Linked DNA regions of Sus scrofa: region 1 is linked to region 2. The links are chromatin contacts, called in public Hi-C maps. All regions are on one chromosome and are shown on one strand. Each heading gives the region's core, a stretch centred on a gene start, on an enhancer-like site or on the middle of the called end of the contact. The rest is flanking DNA. Distances are from core to core; before and after follow the strand shown. Region 1 has its middle 61 kb from the start of TLE3. Region 2 holds the start of TLE3 (transducin-like enhancer protein 3).

What was found. A called contact is a pair of places that touch in the nucleus more often than the background predicts.
Region 1: a contact with region 2 is called in a Hi-C map of skeletal muscle, with 2.8 times the contacts expected there. The contact joins the enhancer-like site here to the promoter of TLE3 in region 2. A contact is called at or near these places in 6 of 47 Hi-C or Micro-C datasets (blood, embryonic fibroblasts, fetal heart ventricle and 2 more) and 1 of 2 datasets of contacts at active chromatin or transcription factors (skeletal muscle).

What each region holds. Positions count from the first base shown.
Region 1 is chr1:167,913,273-167,919,885 of Sscrofa11.1, forward strand. No RefSeq gene overlaps it. Among named protein-coding and RNA genes, the nearest start is that of TLE3, 61 kb to the left of the region's middle. Within about 2 kb of position 2,094, at least 17 of the 83 cell types and tissues checked have an H3K27ac peak or open chromatin away from gene starts, as enhancers often do. A contact at or near this core is called in embryonic fibroblasts and skeletal muscle, where this site is marked.
Region 2 is chr1:167,854,499-167,861,452 of Sscrofa11.1, forward strand. It overlaps TLE3 (transducin-like enhancer protein 3), which reads right to left and starts at 1,415. Exons shown (of 20, transcript XM_021100790.1): 1 at 335-1,415. The coding sequence starts at 358.

The sequences.
Region 1 (6,613 bases), core at 844-3,343, 59 kb after region 2:
ACTTTACGTAACTCTAGAGGGGTCATTGGCCCAGATGTCCCTCGTGGGGCTTCTGGCTCAATCTCTCGCTCTCTCTGAGGGATTGAGGATGTGTGAGGCAGCAGACGGGTGGGATTCCTGACACAGGCCCCAGGACCCCTGACTGGGTGAGTAACCCCGACTGACCATGACCTGGGAATTTCCTCTCTTTAGGGCAAACAAGGGAGCACTCTGTGCCAGACACTATTCTAGGCAGTTGACATGTTTCCAGTGGCTGATTTAATCCTCACAACAACCCAGTAAGATAGCTATGCTATTATTATCCCTCCATTTCACAGACAGAGAAACCAAGGCACAAGAGCTGAAGTGACTTGTCTGAGGTTGCCCTAGCTAGTAAAGGGCAGAGTTTGGATTTGAAGCCAGGTCGTCTGTCTCCAGAGACCATACTCTTACTTCTTACTATGAGTTGCCTCTTGTGAGGTACACCAGCAATATTCAGAGTGTGGCCCTGGAGTAAGATTATGTATCAGTTAGCTATTGCTGTGTAACAAGTACCTCTACAAACAAGGTGGTTTATTTCTCACAATTCTGGGAAGTGGCTGGGCAGTGCCAATGCTGGTTTCTCTTGAGCTGTGGGTCTTGGTTTCCTCACCTGGGAAAGGTGGGACCAATAGCAGCTATTTCCAGGGCCACCATGTAAGTGTACACTTTATGTAATTCTAGAGGGGTCATTCTAGACCCTCAGCTGCATTTTGCTGGATTCGCTGGAGGATCTGCAGGGCTGGAAGTTCAGCCCTGGCCTGACTTGCACATCTGATGTGAGCTGTTCACAGGAGAGCCGTGGTTCTCCTCCAAGTGTCCTTCATGCTCAGGATAGACCAAGGGGCAAAACTGGCAGCTGTGAGGTCTTATGAGGCCTGGGCTGCAGAACTTACACAATATCCCTTTTGTCACATTCTGTTAGTCACAGTGACTCCAGATTCAAGGGGCGGGGGCAGGAATTCCATTCCTTGATGGGAGGGGCCTCAAAGACTTTATGGGCATATTTAATGTGTCACATGATGCCTGGGTTTGACCACTGGGATGCTTACTAGTTGTGAACTTGGGCTTTTTTACTTAATCTGTCTGAATCTCAATTTCCTTCCCCACGAAATGGGACAACAGCAATCCTCTCTTGTCAGGGATTACGATGACATGAGAAAATGCACTAAAGTGTTTGCACAGTGCCTGATACATGAATGCCCACTGATACTATAATTAGATGACACTGCTTTTACTGGTCCATGAACCCCGAGCAAGAAAAGACTGACGAAACTCCAGGACATCCCACCCAAGGGAGCTAACTGCAGAGCCTTGACAGTTCTCTGGGTCTCTTGACTCCCAGTCCAGTGCTCTCTCCATCACACAAGCTGCCACACTTAGGCTAAAGCAAAGAAGACAGATATTCCAGTTCAGGGAGGGCAAACCACTTTTCTCATACTTTCTGCCCGAGACTGATTGGTGGCAGCAACCCTGAGTCCTGCACAGAAAAAGCCTGTGAGGCTACTCCCCACTCAGTGGCAAGGAAAGCCAGGTTGACCAGTGACTTTGGCCTTGGGGATGGGACAGGAAGTAGCCACTTGTGTGGATTACTTGTCACCCCTCTTTGGCCTTAGCTTTGCCCTCACCTGCCCCAGCACAGAGAACTGAGTGAATCACGTGTTCCGGGTCTTTCATTTCGCAGAGCAGAACACAAGGTCCAGAGTGGTCAGGAGACTGGTCCAAGGTCACACAGTGGGACCATCCCTTCATCAGTGACTCTCCCATGTTTGCTTTCTTCTCAGATCCTTGGGGGTTCTGGACAGGTTTGAGTCTGGCTCCTGCTGCCCGGGTTTCCCATCTTCAACAAGAGAGGACTTGAGCCAGAGCTTCCTGCTCAGGTCTCGGGGGTCCCGCCAGATGCAAGGCAGTCAGCGTCAGGAAGAAGGCTTCTCGGCTCTTTGTTTGGATTCAGATAAGGGCATGTTCAAGTTTCTTGAGATCACTGTGGAGGCCAGCCAATTCTATTTTCACCCGAGGATCCATCATCTCTCTCGCTGGTCTTATGCACACGTCAGCTGGCGTGAACTCAGATGGGGCAGGCGCACGATTAGGAGGAGGGAGGAGTGGTTATTCAGGCGCTGGGCGCCAGCAGGTTTAGCCTTCCCTTTCCGAGGCAAAAACATGACACAAATCTTCCCCCCCACCCCCCACCAGCCAACTCTTCCTTGTGTGTCTGCCCAGGGTGACACTCAGACAACGTCGGCACTCAGGCCCAACCATTAAGGAATTCATTAATCAGAATCCTGTTTACAGCTCCCTGGCAAGCAATCATAATTTACTGGCTCACGCCAGACCCTGGGCCTTCCTGCAAACTGCTGTGACATTTGGTAAAAATATCAGCTGGGGACGGGGCCAGGTCGGGAGGTGTGTGTGCAATTCGGGCTGACTTGTGAAGTGCAGGCGCAGTGTGGGTCACAGGCCTCGGGGAAGGCTGGAAGACAGCCTGTCACCGGCTCGAGGTGTCACCTTGGACAAGTCACTTCTCTGTCATCTCACATCTGTTTCCTGAGGGGTTTGGAGGAGTTGAATGGCAAAACTCTGTTGGCCCACAGACTTGTCCTTGTGGTCTGCACAGAATCAGCCTGCACTGCATTTTTTAAAAAAAGGAATCCCTTGCCAACATTTGCACACTATAGGTTTCCAAAATCTAGATTTCCGGTATGATGCTGAGCATGTACTCCTGCTTGGTAAGGATGACCTGTGAGCTGAGTAGTCTCTGATGTCTCCACATGGGTCTGTGATCTGGGGCTGGCCAAGGTTAACAGCAATCCCTGCTACTAGGCATGGGCCCAGACCTCTGGGTAAGGCTGTGCAGGTTGTTTACTGCATGAGGCACCCAGCTGTGAGGCCCAAAGGGGGCTGCATTCCCATAATTTGTTTGCTGCGTCATGGGTGTTAAGATAGGGCTCTGTTTGGCGGGAGGAAAGGATACTATTTTTTTTTTTTTTAATACTTCTCACCAAGAATTATTATATTGTTTGATGCAGTATTTGTATTCTATAGATTGAGGGTGGGGCTTCCTCAGAGGCAGAGAGACGGGCAGGGCATGGGCTGTCAGTCAGGACATCTACCTGTGACTTAGAGGAAGTCCCTTTCCGTTCCTGGGCCACAGTTTCCTCATTAAAAAATGAGAGGGTAGGCGTTCCTATCATGGCTCATCAGAAATGAATCTGACTAGTATCCATGAGGATGCAGTTTTGATCCTTGGACTCACTCAGTGGGTTAAGGATCCGGCGTTGCTACGAGCTATGGTGTAGGTCACAGACGCAGCTCAGATCTGGCATGGTTGTGGCATAGGCCAGTGGCTACAGCTGTGATTTGACTCCTAGCCTGGGAACCTCCATATGCTGTGGTTGTGGCCCTAAAAAAGACCAGGAAAAAAAAAAAAAAGATGGTAGGCATTCCCATTTTGGTACAGTGGGTTAAGTATCCGACTGCAGTGGCTTGGGTCTCCATGGAGGCATGAGTTCAATCCCTGGCCTGGGAACTTCCCTATGTGGCAGGTGCGGCCAAAACAAAACAAACAAAAAAACTTAAAGAAAACTGAGAGGGTTAACTAGGTGATCTCAAAGGCCCTTCTGGCTATGGGAAAGTATGACGCATCAAAGAGATAGAAGCTGCAGAGACAGCCTGGAGTGCCAGAGGCATGAACTGGGTTGCGTGCCTTAGCTCTGGGGAAGAGGCTGCGGAGGTCAGCAGGAGCTGGAAGGGATGGGGGCACAGCACAGAGTTGGTGTAGATCTGTCCCTAGCTTCATCTTGTGATGCCCCATGGCTTGTAGGGGAGGCCCTGGGGCTACGGCTGTCTGTCATCCAATAGAAGGTCACACAGCATGTTCACGGCAGGGGTGGGACTGGAACTCAGCTCCCTCTAGGCTCCTGAGACTGTGCTGCTACCACAAGCTTCCCACCTAAGGCAGTCTGCTCTGGTCCCCACCCTCGTCAAGGGTATGGACGGAATGGGAGAGCCCCTTTAGGAGTTTGAAACATGGAAACCAGGCTAGTAGAAGGGGAGGCATTCTAGGCCAGGAGGTTCAGGCCACCAACATTGTGGAGGGGGAGCCCACCAGTTTTCTTGCTCCCTCCATCATCCTTCCATGAGCTCAGGACCTCTTCTATTATCCCTCCCCTGTTCACCTGGCTCTGTCTGTTCTCACTGCCCCTTCCCTTGCTCTGGCTCTGACTTTCTCCAGACCAGCAACTGCCAATCTAGAGCTTCCAGACAAATAACTACCTATTTTCGTAAAGTTTTATTAGAACACAGTCACACCCATTTGTATACATATTGTCTATGGCATAATAAGGGCAGAACTGAGTAAGTGTGACGGAAACTATAGGTATGGCTTTTGATGCTGAAAAAATTTACTACCTGACCTTTTACGGAAAATGTTTGCCAAGCTCTGCCCCAGACCCACCAGTGCCCGTGAAACAGGAGTCTTGATAAAATTATCGGCTTGTTTTCCTTATTTTACCAATGAGGGAAATGAGGCACAGAGAGGTTAAGCAACTGGCGCAAGGTCACACAGCTAATGAGAGACAGACCCAGCCTCTGAACCCAGAGAGGCTGCCTCTGGAGTCAGTGCTCCCTTCCTGAGAAAGGTCACTCTTCCAGGATTTCCAAACACAAACAGTTGCCCAGAGTACAGCCCAGAAAGTGGGCACCTTATGGCCTCTGCCTTGACCATTTTCTTCCAAAGCCATTCCCCTTTCTGGAATATAATGGACCACATATTTTGGGTTGAACATTGGAAAAAGGCTTGTAGTGGAGCACCTGTGTATGATTAATCTCTTAAACCTTAAAAGTAGAGCCACGAGATAGTACTTGTCTGCTCAACTTACAGGAATGTGGTCCTTTGCTCATGACAGCACTGATGTTTGCTGATTTTAGAGGAGAGAAGGGTTCCCTGAGGGACTGCCCAGGGTGTGATATCACAGGGGGACTATTTCACCGACTTAGGAGAATGAATGGGATAGAAGCATTTTTGAAACTTTTGTACCATTGCCCCACATGTAGGTTCTTAGAGAATAGTGTTTGTTTCATGTTGATTGGTGAACTGATTTTATTTCCTTAAAACCAAAAATCCATTTCTTGAAACAGGTTCCATAAGGAATCCTTAAAAATGTGTACACACCTAATGCTTTTTAAAGTTTTATGTCAAATAAGCTTTTTACTTAACACTCCGTAGTCCTCTTACCATCAATTTTTTTCAGAATATTTTCATTGTTCCTGTCAAATAGGTGGATGTACTGGACTGTTCTAAGGCATTACATGCATTTCTTTATTATTCTTCATGAATGCGAGGGCTCCCTCACCTTGAACAATATGGAAATATGTTTGAAGAAAGAAAATGCCCTGAAAAGTGGTTAATATTGCACACTGAGCTGACCTTTTTTTGTGTGTGTGGGGGTCTTTTTGTCTTTTTAGGACCACACCCGCAACTCATGGAGGTTCCCAGGCTGGGGGTCTAATCAGAGCTACAGCCGAGGCCTATGCCATAGCCACAGCAACACGGGATCCGAGCCGAGTCTGCAACCTACACCACAGTTCATGACAATGCCGGATCCTTAACCCACTGAGCGAGGCCAGGGATCGAAACCACAACTTCATGGTTCCTAGTTGGATTCGTTTCTGCTGTGCCACAATGGGAATTCCCTGAGCTGACCTTTAAAATCAGCACCGGATAACCACAATAGATGCTGCACCTTTTCCAGGAAGTAGCCCTTTCTGATTCTGATGACTAAAGGCATGCCCATAAATCAGTGGCACCAACAGGGTAAAAGCAGCCCTGTCTAGAACAATCATTTTAGTTTACTTGCTGAACCTAACAGGTTCATGTCTTTGACAATAAGTACAATTAATATCAAATAGCAAAATGAATCCAGGCATAGGTTAGAAATATAAAAACAAACTCATAACTTGATAAATGATCTTTGGGCATTCTGGAATCTTCTGGAAAAATCTGGCTCTCTGCAAAACTGTTTGTTTTCTGGTTTACCCAGAACTTACTCATATGCTATGAGATAATCCATACCATGCACTAACCAAATATGGTGGACACGACTATCCCTACTTCATAGATGAAGGAACTGAGGCTCAGGGAGTCAGGTGACTTCACACAGAAGAGCTGTCTTTAACCAGCTCATCTAATTCCGCAATTCGGCACTTTTTTTTTTTTTTAATTAAAAAATTTTTTTTTGTCTTTTGGTTTTTTAGGGCTACATCCTCTGCATATAGAGGTTCCCAAGCTAGGGGTCAAATCAGAGCTATAGCCACTGGCCTACACCACAGCCACCAGCAACTCGGGATCTGAGCTGCATCTTCAACCTACACTACAGCTCACGGCAACACCAGATCCTTAACCCACTGAGTGAGGCCAGGGATCAAACCTGCATTCTCAAGGATGCTAGTCAGTTTCATTTCTGGTGAGCCACAACGAGAACTCCTCAACTCGGCTCTTTGAATGTGCCATCTTTTTTAACAGGAATTGTACTTCTTTTTGCTTTGTTTCCAGTTGCCCTTCATTCTGAACACTCCTTCCAATAGATCCAAAAGA
Region 2 (6,954 bases), core at 165-2,664:
AGTAAGACCCAGGTGGGGGAGACAGGCTGAGTGAGTTGGAAGACTTAGGCGAGGGGGCGGAGGACAGCGTGAAAACAAACAGTTCCCCGGGAACACTGGCAGCCCCCCCCAACCCCCCCGCCAATCGAGCGGAATTAACCTCCTCTCGCAACGGCGCCCCCCCATCCCATCCCCTTTGTGCGAGCGCGCGCGCGCGCACACACATACGCACAGACACACACACACCCCACACACACCATAAAGGTAGCAACAAGCAAAATGGAGGTGCCAGATAAACTGCCTCGTTTACCCTGCCATGATAGATGCTTAAATAAACCAAGTTGCAATTACTCACCGGATGTCTGCCTTGCGGATACATGGCAGGGAGGGGTCGTGATTCTGAGAGCGTAGAAACGCGGAGAGCTCGGGTCGGGGAGGTGCGGGGGAGGGGGGAGCCAAGACCGAGCGGGGGGCGGCCGGGAAACCGAGAGCTCGCCCCCGGCCCCCCCAGCCCGCTCTCGCAGCGAAATCCCAGAGTCAGGCGCCCGCCCCAAGCGGAGACAAAGAGCCGAGAAGCAGGCGGCAAAGTCGTCGGCGGGCACCGAGGCCGGGCGGTGGGCTTGGGCTTTGTGCACCTAGGGTTCGGCTGACTGAAGCCGGCCGCCTTCCCCCCACTGCCTGGAGCGCGTCAGAGCCGGAGACTGCGCGGACATCGTCGTCACCCCGGAGGGTCCGGCGCGGGGTCCCGAGGTCCGGGGCCCCTCCTGGGGCAAGCGCGGGCGCCCTCCGGATCACTCAGCGCGTCGCGCCGGGAGGGGGACGCGCCGGGGCAGTCCGAGCATCCAGGGCGTTCAGGTCCGATCCCAGGGGCAGCTCTCCGCGAGAAGAGGAAGAAGGCAAGCACCGAGGTGGCGGCTTGGGCCGCAGGAGCGCCGGAGGGTGAGGGCGGGAGCCCGGCGCGGGCGCTTCGACGCCCCCCCTTGGAGAGGAGAGCCTGCTGTTCAGTCTGCTTCTGTCGCCGCCGCCGCTGCGAGCCCTTCCCAGGGCCGAGGAGGAAACTCCGCGCTCAGGAGGTGGGAATCAACCGCCCTGGCATCCTAACTCCAGCAGGCACAGGAAACCGCCGCAAAAGGGTCCTCGCTGCTCCCAGCTCGAGGGCCGGGTCCCCAGCGAGGAGCGCTTGGCGCCGCCGCCGCCGCCGCCGCCTCCGAGCGCGCAAGCAGGAGAGCGCTGGAGGGGAGACGCAGCCCGAGACCGGGGACCTCTGCGGCTTCCTTCCTTCCCCTCGGCCCGGCTCTCCTCTCCGCTCCCCGACAATCCCCCCAGACGCGCGCGCGCGCGCGCGCGCACACACACACACACACACACCAAAAAAAAGTGCCCCGGACCTGCGGATACCACACACAGACAAGCGAGGGGGACGAGCACGAGGTCTGAACTGCCGCGAGAGCAGTTCCAAATAGGGACTGAAAAGTAACAAAATAATGTGGCAGCTTCGCCAGCCGCTAACCAATGGGAGCGCGGGGTCCCCACGTGGGGCTGTCGGACTCGGCCTGCGACTGGGCGCCGCCGGGCGCGACGTCACAATGCCCTCTTGTGTCTAAAACTATGCATGAAAAGTAGCAATCAGGCCCTACCCGCTGGTGACTTTCGCAGGGGAGTGAAAAACAGCGCTCCTCAGATCAGGAATTAACCGAAAGACATATAATAAATAGATATATATTATAGTACTGGGCTGCTAAGGATTTCCCCCCCCCCCGCTCTTTTTTCCCACGATCTACTAGCAAATAATTATTTGGCGGGAGGGGAAAGAGAGAAGACAGAAGAATAACAACAAAAGAAAAAAAAGACAAACTGTACAGTCCTCAAAACCTGTGGCTGGTAGTAATGTATCAGTTTATTCTGCAGAGGCGGCGAAGGATTCCTCCCTCTAATCTCATTAGGTCTGCAAAGCAGCCCAATTAGATACTATAAAACAAACAGAATCACTTTGTCACTTTAATGTTTTCACTTCACAAGATTTAGGACCGATAAAATGGTGGCTCCCGAAGTTGCCTGCCACCTTAAAAAAATTTTGCTCGGAACTGAGGGTGTCCCTTTCTTTTCCCCTTCTCCTGCCCTCCTACTCCCCCCACCCCAGGCCCCCAGCTTTTCTTCTTTGTTCATTCGTCCTTTTCAGAAAGCCAAATAAACAGCGTCTTTGATGTGCGGCGGCTGCCCGCGGGGAGAAGCCTAAGGAACTCTCCTTTGGCGGGCAGAGCAGATGGAAAGGCCCGACTGCCCGCGGACACTCGGGTCCTCCCGCGCTATCCCCACTCGGGGCTCCTTCCTGGTGGAGACGGCTACGCCCTCGCCGCAGCTGTTCATTGAGCGTCGGGGCCGGGGAAGCGGAATCGGGAATGCCGTGGCTGCTGGCCCCACCGCGGCCCGGGAGCTCCGAGTTCCGTCCCGGATTTCTCAGCTTGCTCCCGGCAGGGTCTTCGCGTCGGCGGAAGCCTGTGGAGGGGCGCGCGTGCAAGCCCGTAGGTGTCTCGGCCGCCAGCCTTGACGCCCTGGGAGGTGCAGACTCTCATCCGCCCCCGTGCGCTCCTCTTCCCACCCCCGCCGCCGCGCCTCCGGGACTCCCCGCGCGGTTGCACACTCGACTCTGGGTCCAGTTTGCCCGCAAACAGATAGCCTCGATCGCCTGCACTCGGGGTTACATCAGGGCAGACGGGCCGTGGGGACATGGGCCTCAAGCGGCTGGAAGGCTGGAGTGGCCGCGCCCCAGATCCCACGGGCACCGCCGAGTGGACGGGCCCAGGTGGGCCCTAGGTACCCCCCTTCCCAAGTATCTCCGCGGACCTGCACGAACCCCGGGGCCCGCGGTTGGCCCCGGATCTATATTTTCCCCTCATTAGGAGCTGGAGTTCGCTTTTGCATCTTAATGAGGAGCTGAGAACAAGCGGGCGCTCGGAGGCCGGTGCGTTGGGAGTTACACGTGAGCGCCCGCCTTGGAGTTGAACCTCCCTGCGCCCGCTCCGGCCGCCAGCCCCGAACCGCACTCCTCTCTTCATTTATTTATTTTCCTAAATAAAAACATAAATCGTGTGAGGCACGCACCGAAGAGGGGGGTGGGGAGAAGCCCGGCTCGACAGATGCGAGCATCTGGCCGCAGCATTCATTAGACACAAAATGGCTCCTCTTTGGAGCTTCCTTTTCCCCTCCCCCTTCTCTGCCCTCCCCCTTACGTCACCGGTGGGCGCACCCTCTTCCTACCCGCCCCGCCCCTTTCTCGCTCCTGCCCCCACGTGGGTGCCGCCAACCCCGCCCCCGAGCAAGGACAGGAAGGCCAATCACAGACAGCTAATGGGACTCTCTGTTACTGATTGGTTCAACTGCAAGGCGCTGTCAGTCCGCGACCGCGGCTGTCAGTCAAAACCACGCGGGGTGGGGGAGCGCTGACAAATGCCGAGGCTTCTGAGCCTCCCGCTTGCAAATAGTGCTTGGAATGGCTGCTTAATTAGCTTTGAATGGCTTTTCCTTCCAGCTCAAACAATCTGTCACTACCATGTGGTATAAAGGAGCCATGCATAAAAAAGTAAGCAGAGGCTAAATATCAATTTGATTTTGTGTATCAAAGGAATATTTTATTTTTCTCCCTAGTAATGAAACGTATCAATTTAAATAATAAAAGGTAAAACACACACACACACACACACACACACACACACAAACCAAAAAAAAAAAAAAAGAAAAAAGAAAAAAAAGAAAGAAAAAAGGAAAAAAGCCAAACTCCACGGTTCTCCTACTCCTGTGCAAGCCTGAAACAGGTAATTTCTAAGACCCACATTCAGAAGGAGGCCTGAAGATTTCCCCCCTTACATTACTTTTAAACTTGAATAAGTATTCTGTTGTGGTCCAGAAGTCTAGGAGTGATGGGGGAGTGGTGGCCCCGTAAAAGGGGAGGTAGGGGCGGGGATGGGGGTAAACTTTAAAGGGAGCTCTTTGAAGCTGCTAATCAAAGTGGAGGGGGGGTAAAACCCCATAAACTGGGGATCCTGCAGCAGGTCTCGATTTGGGAGTTGAGGGGGGTGGCCGGTGGGGGGAGGGAAGCGGGTGTGAGTCTCGCCTGGATTTATTAAACACAATGCCTTCAAGATGCCCCAGACGCAGCGCCTGCCCCAGCCTTCTCTCTCTAGGTTCTCACGTGGACTGGCTCAAATGCCCCTGCCCGGGGTCAGCCGCCGGCCCCCGGGTCTTCCTCCGAGGACAGTGGCCAGAAGAGCACAGCAGCTCTGTCTCGAGTTTGGCGTAGCTTCTGCCCCATGTCCGCTCTCCTGAGGACCCCACAAGCCAGGGTGCTCCTGCAGGGCAGATTCACGTGGGGTTCACCTCGAATTCACCTGTGAACCTCAGCGCTGGGCCCAGCACATTGGAGGAGCCCGCGGGGCGTCTGATCGACCTGGTTTTGCAAGGAGCCGCCTCCTCTGCCTGGCCTGACCAGAGAACTCCACCACGCAGTCAGCGATGGTAGTGGCATCAGAAAGCTTTCTCAGGACAAGGCCAGAAGGCTCTTCATCCTCACCTCATTCCCGAAGAAAGCGGCCTGGCTGATAGCTGCATTTTATAAAGTGAAAAAGAGATGCCGAGAAAGCTCAGTAATTTACCCCAAGCTGAGCAGAGGAATCAGGATTCCAATCCAGGGCAACAGGCTCAACAGCCAACTTCAGCATCACCTTTGACAGCAAGAGCTGGATCCCTGGGAACATAAGCATTCACTCATTCATTCATGACCATTCACTCATTCATTTTGAGGGTCTGGCGGTGAGGTCACAGGCCCGGCTCCCCAGACCCTGGCTTCCACTCTTGTGCACCCAGCAGCACTCCACTCTTCTGGGCTGCCTTGGCCTAGAGCAGGAAAAGGAGCCTGGAGGTAAGCAAGCAAGCCAGCACCCCTTTCAGCTCACCACCTCTCTACCCCCCCCCCACCTTGCCACCCCACAAATTAGGGAAAACAAGGACAAAAATCATTTTTGTATGCTTGCGGAAAAAAAAAAGGAAAAAACATGTATACAACACCCCATCCAATGCGCTTGACAATTATTTTTAAAGAAGGAGGGGAGTGGAGAGAGAGTTCAAACGTCTCTGTCTCCAGTTCTAATTGGAAACGTTTCAACTGTTTATGTTACAAGAAGTGTCAGGGTCATTTGCTACCGGAGAGCTGACTTTTCATTGGCTGCTTAATTGAGTACCTCGGAGTCCACCCCACGTGGGAGAGGAATTCCTGGCACAAAAAAAAAAAAAGTCACCCGGTGAGACAGAAAGCCCGGCCTGGATTTGAAGAGTGGAGTTTCCCTAGCCCCTCATTTGGGGCGCAAGGTGGTTAGTAGGCAGCTGTTGGCTAGCTCCAAGAGCTGCTTTTCTGGTTTTTAAAAAATAATTGCCAAGCGTTTTAGATAGAGCATTACCATATGTTTTCTCCCTTTTCCAGGAATTAAAGGAACTGGTTCAGATCAGCCACCAGGCTGTGGCCTCCTATTTGAGGAAAATCCCAGTGCCTAGGATGGGTCACTCCCTGTATCCCTTCCCCCACAGCCTCCCCCCTGGCTTTGATTCTCTCCCTCCCCCACCCTCTGGTTGATTCTCTAAGTCTGGACTCTGCGGCTAGGGCAGTTCCATGCGCCTTCACCCTGCCCCCCCAGTCATCCCCAGCCTTCCTCCACAAGTGAGCACCTCATCACAGAGCAAAAGGAAAGGGAATTTTTCTTTATTTAACAAACTCTTACATAGTGCTTAACTCTGTCCCAGACACTGTTCTAAGCCCTTGACAAATATTAACGTACTTAATCCTCTCACAGTGAATGGAGTGAGTGCTATCAGGATCACCCCGATTTTACAGAGGGGACAACTGACCTGCAGCGGTACAATGACTTGCCCACAGTCACTTCAGTGGCTGATAGACTTGAATCCAAGCAATCTAGCTCCAGAGTCTTCACCCTCACACTCTGCAAGCTCGGCTTTCCTGGGAATGCAGGTCAGGGCTGCAGGACAGACCACAGGAAGGGCCCCAGGAAGTCCCAGAGGGAGCCCCCAGAGAGCTCATCCTGCAACCACCCCATTTCAGGGAAGGGAACTGAGCTCTGAGAGGTCAAGGGACTTCCCAGGGTCTCCCAATCCCTCTTCCAATTCTCTGGCTGCTCCAGTCTCTGTGACCTTGGGGGACTTATTTAATCTTGTTAAGCCTCCATTTCCTCATCTGTAAAGTGGAGATAACAATCCTGTCCACCCCACAGGACTGTTTTGAGGATCGATGGAGATAATGCATGCAATGTACTTAGTACAGAACCTGGCACATTAAGTGATCAATAAGGGTTAGCTATGGTGGCCGTTACGATGTTGTGGAAGCATGGCGTGATTCAACTCCTCACAGGTTTTCCAGGTGCCTGCAGAGAACAGAAAGATCTAGGACCCCAACCCTGGCAGGGAGTCCACCAGGCAGTAGCCAAGCCCAGGTGGGAACACCCAGCTCCAGCTCTCTGCAGCCCCACCTGAGGTCATCGGGCCTTCCCCTCCCTCTCTGGAAATCCCGTTCTTTATCATGGTCCTCAGATGACCTAGGACATCCCTACCGCCCAAGAACCCTTGAAAGGTGTGCGGGAGGGAGAGGAAAGAAAGGAGGGGCCAATTCAAAGCCTTGGAGGGCTTGTGGGGTGGCGGGGGGGGGGGGGGGCTGCTAGAGGCAGAGAAATCTGACTACAACTGTAGAGGAGTTGGTAGCATTTCTGATGCTAAAATAAGTCACAACAATGAAGTCTATGAGTATAAAGTAATCCGGCTCTGAGGGAGAATAGGAATTGTTGCGGGGGGAGGTCCTCAGAGGACTTGCTGGAAAGGTGGAGATTACGCTCAGCACAGAAGGATGGACAGAAGTTCCAGGGGGTAAAGGGGACCCGGGATGGGCAAGTACTTCCATCAGAAACCCTCCCCCTCAGC